Linked DNA regions of Mus musculus: region 2 is linked to region 1. A link is a contact called in public promoter capture Hi-C data. All regions are on one chromosome and are shown on one strand. Each heading gives the region's core, a stretch centred on a gene start, on an enhancer-like site or on the middle of the called end of the contact. The rest is flanking DNA. Distances are from core to core; before and after follow the strand shown.

What was found. Promoter capture Hi-C pulls out the DNA fragments that hold promoters and counts their contacts.
Region 2: a promoter capture Hi-C map of hippocampal neurons shows a contact between it and region 1, with 2.2 times the contacts expected there. The contact joins the enhancer-like site here to the promoter of Katna1 in region 1. A contact is called at or near these places in 5 of 39 promoter capture datasets (cranial neural crest, hippocampal neurons, liver and 2 more), 1 of 15 datasets of contacts at CTCF or cohesin (large pre-B cells), 1 of 484 Hi-C or Micro-C datasets (bone marrow-derived macrophages) and 2 of 9 other capture datasets (embryonic stem cells and macrophages).

Annotation. Positions count from the first base shown.
Region 1 is chr10:7,724,294-7,727,680 of GRCm38.p6, reverse strand. Katna1 (katanin p60 (ATPase-containing) subunit A1) reads right to left here and starts at 1,681. Exons shown (of 11, transcript NM_011835.2): 1 at 1,558-1,681.
Region 2 is chr10:8,235,474-8,239,006 of GRCm38.p6, reverse strand. All of the region lies in intron 7 of Ust (uronyl-2-sulfotransferase), which reads left to right. All of the region lies in intron 2 of 4930573G07Rik (a long non-coding RNA gene), which reads right to left. Among named protein-coding and RNA genes, the nearest start is that of 4930573G07Rik, 28 kb to the right of the region's middle. Within about 2 kb of position 2,021, at least 17 of the 459 cell types and tissues checked have an H3K27ac peak or open chromatin away from gene starts, as enhancers often do. A contact at or near this core is called in hippocampal neurons, where this site is marked.

The DNA of each region.
Region 1 (3,387 bases), core at 432-2,931:
TTGTACACTTGTACCGTCAAGGAAAACGAGCATCAGCCGGGCAGTGGTGGCACATGCCTGTAATCCCAGCATTTGGGAGTCAGAGGCAGGCAGATTTCTGAGTTCGAGGCCAGTCCTGGTCTCCAGGACAGCCAGGGCTACACAGAGAAACCCTGTCTCGAAAAACAAAAAAACAAACCAACAAACAAAAAAAGAAAGAAAGAAAGAAAGAAAAGAAAAGAAAAGAAAAGAAAAGAAAAGAAAAGAAAAGAAAAGAGAAAAGAAAGGCAGGCAGGCATCACTGTTCTCTTGGGAGCTAATTACATAAAAAGTACTAATGATTACTAAATAAAAGCTTGAACTGGGGGAAGTGTAGCCGCCTGTAATCCCAGTACCAGGCAGAAGCAAGAGTTTCAGAAGTTCAGGCCAGTTTAGGCTACAAAGGACACTGTCTATAAATAAATAAACAAATAAGGGCTGGCAACAGTTACAAGCCTAGCCTACACGCAGTACAAGGCAGAGGCAAAAGGATCCGGAGTTAAGGACCAGCTCTGGCTACAAGAGACACTGAAGAAAGAGGAGAGGGAGAGGAGAGAGAAGAAGAGAAAGAGAAAGAGAAAGAGAAAGAGAAAGAGAAAGAGAAAGAGAGAGAGAGAGAGAGAGAGAGAGAGAGAGAGAGAGAGAGAGAGAGAAAGAGAAAGAGAAGAAAGAGAAAGAGAAAGAGAGGAAAGGAAAGAAAAGAAAGAGGAGAGGAGGGGGAGGGGAGGGGGAGGGAGAGAGGAGAGGGAGAGGAGAGGGAGAAGAGAGGGAGAAGAGAGGGAGAAGAAAAGAGAAGAGAAAAAAGAGAAAGAAGAAAGGAAAGGAAAGAAAGAAAGACAAGTTTTCGTTTGTATGCCACTGAACCCACATACTGAATGAAACAAATGCTTCCTGGGATAAATTTTCTCCACAGCGCCAAATCAAAAAAGCCAAAAGCTTTCATGAGAACACTAGGCTCTCAGATTAAGAAACTAACCCCAAGAGTGGCGTGGTTGCACACACCTTTAATCCCAGCGCCAGGAGGTAAAGGAAGGCTAGTCGGGTCTACAGAGCGAGATCCAGAACAGCCAGGGAGAGAGAGAAAGAACGTCAATATTATCACCTTTAAAAGCAACAAAAACAAAACAACAAACGCCGGTGAGGGGGCTCAGCAGGTAGAGGCATTTGCCCAGCATGCCGGGCTACCCGAGTTCAACTCTGGGACCCTCGTAAAGGCGGATGGAGGGAAGCGACCCCAGAGAGTTGTCCTCTGACCTCCACTCACGCGCCCACATCTACACCATACTCAACAATAGCAATAAATCTAAAACTAAAAACAAAGGCCAACACAAAGGAGAAACAACAGAAAGAAGTAAGCCACCAGAAAGCAGTACAACTCCAACCTAACAAACTGTACGAAAAGAAGCTGAACCCCAACCTCCAGGCTCTGGGGATTTTACAAGGCGGAAGTTTCGGGATGGGGGCGTGAAAGCTTCGAACGCGTTCCCTGGTCGGGTGTCGCGGGGGCGGAACAGGGAGCCTGGAGGCCCGAGCACTCACCTAGCGCAGCCCAGGCTACCCGCCGCAGCTCCGGGTCGGGACCAAGTTGAAATGAAACCGGGAAAGCCCCTCTTAAAAGGATAGTTCCCGCACCGGCGGGGACACGCCCCGGAAGTGCGTGCTCTACGGGCGTGCGCGCGCAGGCGGAACCTGCGGAGGGGCGTGGCCGAGCTCGGGGTGCTTCTGCGCACTGTGCGCCGCGGCTAGGAAATGGGAGTAGGCGTGGGGAAGGAAAGTAGGCGGGGCGAAGGACTTGGCAATACCCCGCCTACTTCAGTACTTACTCTGTGGACCATTATCTCTTCCCAGGGCTTCTTCACTCTGCCTTAGCAGGAGATTTACACTAAGCTGCTCTGAGGTTAGGAGGTCAGGGGCTCTCTTACAGGTGAGTGTCAGTGCTCAAGCAATTCGTTTATGACAAATCTTGCTTTAGAGCCCGGTACTTAGGATTATGAAGCCTGGGACCCATGTGTCAGGGTAACGCGAATACTCTCAAGACATGCTAAGGGGTGAGATTTTATTTCCAATTCCAGGTGATCCATCACCCTCTTCCTATATCACAAAACACAGGGCACAAACTGGTACACATACATGCATGCAGGCAAGCCACTGCATATATGAAATAATGTTTTACAGGGTTTAAAGTCTTCTAAATTTTTCACCAAAAATAGAAAATATATTTTCTGCTCTAGTAGATGTGAACGTTAGTGTCACAGAGCACAGAAAACTATAATCAGCACATCAGCAAGAATAAAAAAGACCACTTAGAGAGATATAGATCAATTACTCCAAGAGATGGATTTATAATCTATACAAATGCAAAGGCCTGTTAATTTATAAAACCGGATTATAATTTAAAAGCTTCTCAAAGGTGCAAAATGAATGTATATGGTATACTTAAATATATAGGAAATCCTAGAACCTACAGGATGAATCTGTAGTAACTAATCAGAAGTATCCGGGTGGGAGTTAGTTAGGAGTTGGGAATGATGTTCTGTAGTGGAGATGTCTTCCCAGGTGTACAGTTTTACACATGAAATGAAAGTTGTAATTTGAGTTTATGTAAATTATACCTCAGTGATGTTTTGTTGTTGTTTTTTCCTTGGATATTTTCTTTTCTTTTAAGAATTATTTATTATATGTATATGAGTACACTGTAACTGTCTTCTGACACACCAGAAGAGAGCATCAGATCCCATTACAGGTGGTTGTGAGCCACCATGTGGTTGCTGGGAATTGAACTCAAGGTCTCTGGAAGAGCAGTCGGTGCTCTTAACCGCTGAGCCATCCAGATATTTTCTTTACTTACAATTCAAATGTTATCCCCTTTCCCACCCTGGCCCCCAGGAAACCCCCTATCCCATCCTCCCTCCCCCTGCTTCTATGAGGATGTTCCTCCACCCATCCACCTACTCCCACATACCTGTTTGTTGCTGTTTCAAGACAAAGTCTCACTCTATAACCTCTCCTAGCCTGGAACTTATCACATACCCCAGGTTGACCTCAGACTCATAGTTTCTCTGCTCTTAAGAGTCCCCATTACAGCCATGGGCTTCTGTGCCTGGCGTCAGTGAAAATGTTTGAAATAGAAAGACAAACCCCCAAAAGGTGACTTACAGTGTGTGGTGGTTTGAATATGTTTGGCCCAGGAAAGTGGTACTGTTAGGAGACATAGCCTTATTGGAGTAGGTGTGGCCTTGTTGGAGGAAATGTGCCACTGTGGGGATGGGCTTTGAGACACTCCTCCTAGCTACCTGGAAGACAGTAGTCTTCTCCTGTTTGCCTTTGAAACAAGGTTTACAACTCTCAGATCCTCCAGCCATGCCTGCC
Region 2 (3,533 bases), core at 772-3,271, 510 kb before region 1:
GGGTATAGTTACCTGGCAGCATGAAGCCATGGGTTCGAGTCCTAATACTGGAAGAAAAGTAAACAAGAAAGAAATGTCCACAGGTCACCTCTGGTTAAGCCACTTTGAAAATGTGGCACCTTCTGATGGCCGAGGGAGATAGAGGGAAGTTCTAGATCCTAGGTACAACCGATGACGCATCAGTGGCTGTGGGGCAAAGTGGAAAATTCCACTGCCTGGAAGAGCTTCTCTGCCTTTGCTCTCAGAAGCCTGGAGTGCTATATTTAGAGAATAGATTCCTGCAAGGGCTGATGGGACCCTGTAACTGCAGCCTGGCACCCCAATACAGCTTATAGGACTGTTATCTTATGTGCCTGCAGTCTCTATGCATATGTTAGGAAAGCTTAGATGAGAGCCTAACTCGGGCACACACATACACACACACACACACACACACACACACACACACACACACACACCACACTGGGGCTGGGGGGGGGAAGGCAAGTTTCCTCTCTCTGTGTGTTTTATCTGCTTCCTCTTGTTGCTTGTTTTATTGGAAATAGCACCGACCATGACTATATTGTTTTCAAACCTAGTTTTCATTTGCTTGTCTGCTGCTCTTGCTTTAAGGCCGTTCTTCCTCTAGGTTAGAGTGTCTTCTGTGAGGTGTCTCTACAGTGATGGCGACACAGAGGACTCAGCTGAGAACATTGATTTTTCTAATAATATTGAACACGTTAAACATGTGTAGATATAAATCTAGATATCTGAATTCTGCCAGCCCTGGGACAGGGTGGTGTGAAAAATAAACCAAGTACAATAGCATCCCTTAGTCTGGAGTCACATGACTCCAGTAGGGGTATTCAGGCCCTGGCTTAAAGGTTGTGTAGGAGTTTGTCACATGGGTGTGGAAGCCTTCATGGTATGCAAAACAGAGCAGGTTACTGCAGCCTGCAGCGGCTCATGCCTGCTGGTCCTGACTCCCCGAGTTGAGCCCAGAGTCCTCTCAGGTTCAGTGACACTTCTCTTTGCCTCAGTCTGTACAAGGCCACAGCATCTACCCTTCCTGTGATGTAACATAGACCCATGTCATCCACACCAGTCTCGGGTGTGCTGCCCTGCCCGCTTCCTATCCTGACTGGAGAGGCTCTCGCTTCCTTTCAGTGCTTGGGGGCAATTCCCAGTCTTGAGCTTTTGCACCCAAAGTTCTTCTCCCTCGATGTCCTTCCAGCTTCTCTGCCTGCACCCATCAGTTTCTGTGGGCCTGGCAGTGACTTCTGGGATTTCCCTCTCCTCCTCTAGACGCCAGCCAACGACCTCCAAAATTGCCATGCCCAGTGGTGAGGGAATTGAGGATTCCCTAGCTGCTCCCATCCCTCCCTGGCCTGGTCCTCTAGAAACCCTGGGATCCTCTTCTTAGACCACTTTCTTCTAACCCATCCTTCATCCCTGGGCCTTGATCTTTTCTGGGTCCCAATTTTCCCTTACAGAGAACCCCAAATGCACACTCCACCATACCTTCCAAATTTGCAGTGTTCTGGGAAAGTTTCCCCGTTTATGAGTCGTTTCCCCTAATGAAAGCTGTCTAATGGCAGAGAAGTGGAGGAGATAGCAGCCATCTGTGTTCTGAGGTTATTTTCCTCTGCTTTAGAATGTAATGGCTTCCACCCCAAGTTGTTTTCAATCACACTGACAGTCGCATGCTTTGCACTGCGTGAGATGATGACCAAGGGATGACTTTATACCTCATACGTTACAATTGTAGACTTCCCTGCTCATTTACAAAGCTGCCCCACTTCTAAAGCATGAGCCAAGATTAGACCTGACCCTGGAGATGGGCAGCTGATATTAATAAGGCCTTCCTAGTCTTCTACCATTCATGGCCTATGCCACAATGCCTCTACCCACCCAGGATGCAGATGGGGCTCTTGACAGAGAACTTGAGGACTGTCTCTGTACTCTGGGCTGTGGCTTTACCCCCTTCACTGGCTCTGCATAGAGATCACATCCAAGCACAGAGGAATGGGGGAGAGGCAGCACATAGCCCAGGCGAGGAGTGGGTGGTGCAGCTCTCTAACCCATTTTTGTCTGACTCAGCGCTGTACAGCCGAATGTTCTAATTTTTTCTAGCCAAATCTTTTTCAAGTAGACATTTCATTTCTTGGTCTGTGTTTTTGTAGGCCCTCAGAAGTTTCTGTCGGGCTACGATGCCCTAGTTTGTCTAGTGTTACAAAGTTGTCTAGTAGCAAACTGTAAAAGGGTACAGTAAAAAAAAAAAAAAGTCAGACACTGGCATTACCATCTGCCAAGTGGTGCCATGTGGACCGTGTCTAGTGCATTCATCTCTTCTCCACAAACCTACGGAGAAATCCAGTGTGACCCTGATGGTGAGGAGACAGTGGGAGTTTAGGCTGCTCACCTCCACGTTTGGTCAAGCAGACATGACCGGGACCGCGTATCAAAGCACAGATTCCTGGAGTCTTTGTTTGTCTGTCTGTCTGTTTGTTTGTTATTTTATTTATGAATACACTGGAGCTGTCTTTAAGACACACCAGAAGAGGGCATCGGATCCCATTACAGATGGTTGGGAGCCACTATATGGTTGCTGGGAATTGAACTCAGGACCTCTGGAAGAGCAGTCGTTGCTCTTGGAGTCTTACCTTGTTTTTAACTGTTCATTAAAGTGAACTAAGACCCTTAGATAAGACCCAATATATTCAAAAAAGATGTGCACCAGGAATTGGCCTTTACTGTTCCAATCTCCGTTCAGTCTCAGCTCTGTAGGCTGCTAGCCACCGTGAGTGTGGTTATGTGGGTCTTCCAAACACCGTGCCATTTATTGCTAGTGTGCACAGGATATTACCTCTTAAGTGATTACACAAGACGTTATTTAGTTCTTTTATTTCATCACTTTTTCCTCTACTTCTCCCCCTACCCCCTGCTCTCCTAATACGATAGGCATTTTGGCCTCACTGCCGGGGTTCGCTGACAACCCACTCGGTATATCACAGTTACTCACTAGTATTTCACAGTTATGTTTGACTTCTAGCAGCAGATATTGCTTTTTCTGGAATTAATTAATGTCTTTCTTTAAAAAAAAATACTGAGATTTGTTTTTACTTATCAAGTCTTGATGTTACATCAATATTATTTTAATATCATTTCAGTGTTATCGGATGTTAGTTCTCCCTCCCCCTACACCCCACCTCCGGCTCAGAGTTGCTCACCTCTTGCTAAAGCTTGAGCTCATGTCTTGGAAGCTCCTGCACAGCTCTGCTCTGTCACTTTCAGTGTGTGTGTGTGTGTGTGTGTGTGTGTGTGTGAGAGAGAGAGAGAGAGAGAGAGAGAGAGAGAGAGAGAGAGAGAGAATGAGAGAGAGAGATCTTGTCTCCTATTCCCTGTGGACCCTGGCTTTGACTTGATATTTCATCCTACTGTAAGGTGTCCCTGCGTTACCTCCTAATACAAGGCACATGGTGGAGTCTGGGGTGTCCTGCCCCATGTTCCACTACTGTAACAGAATATCATAAAAACTACAGGTTTGCTGGGCT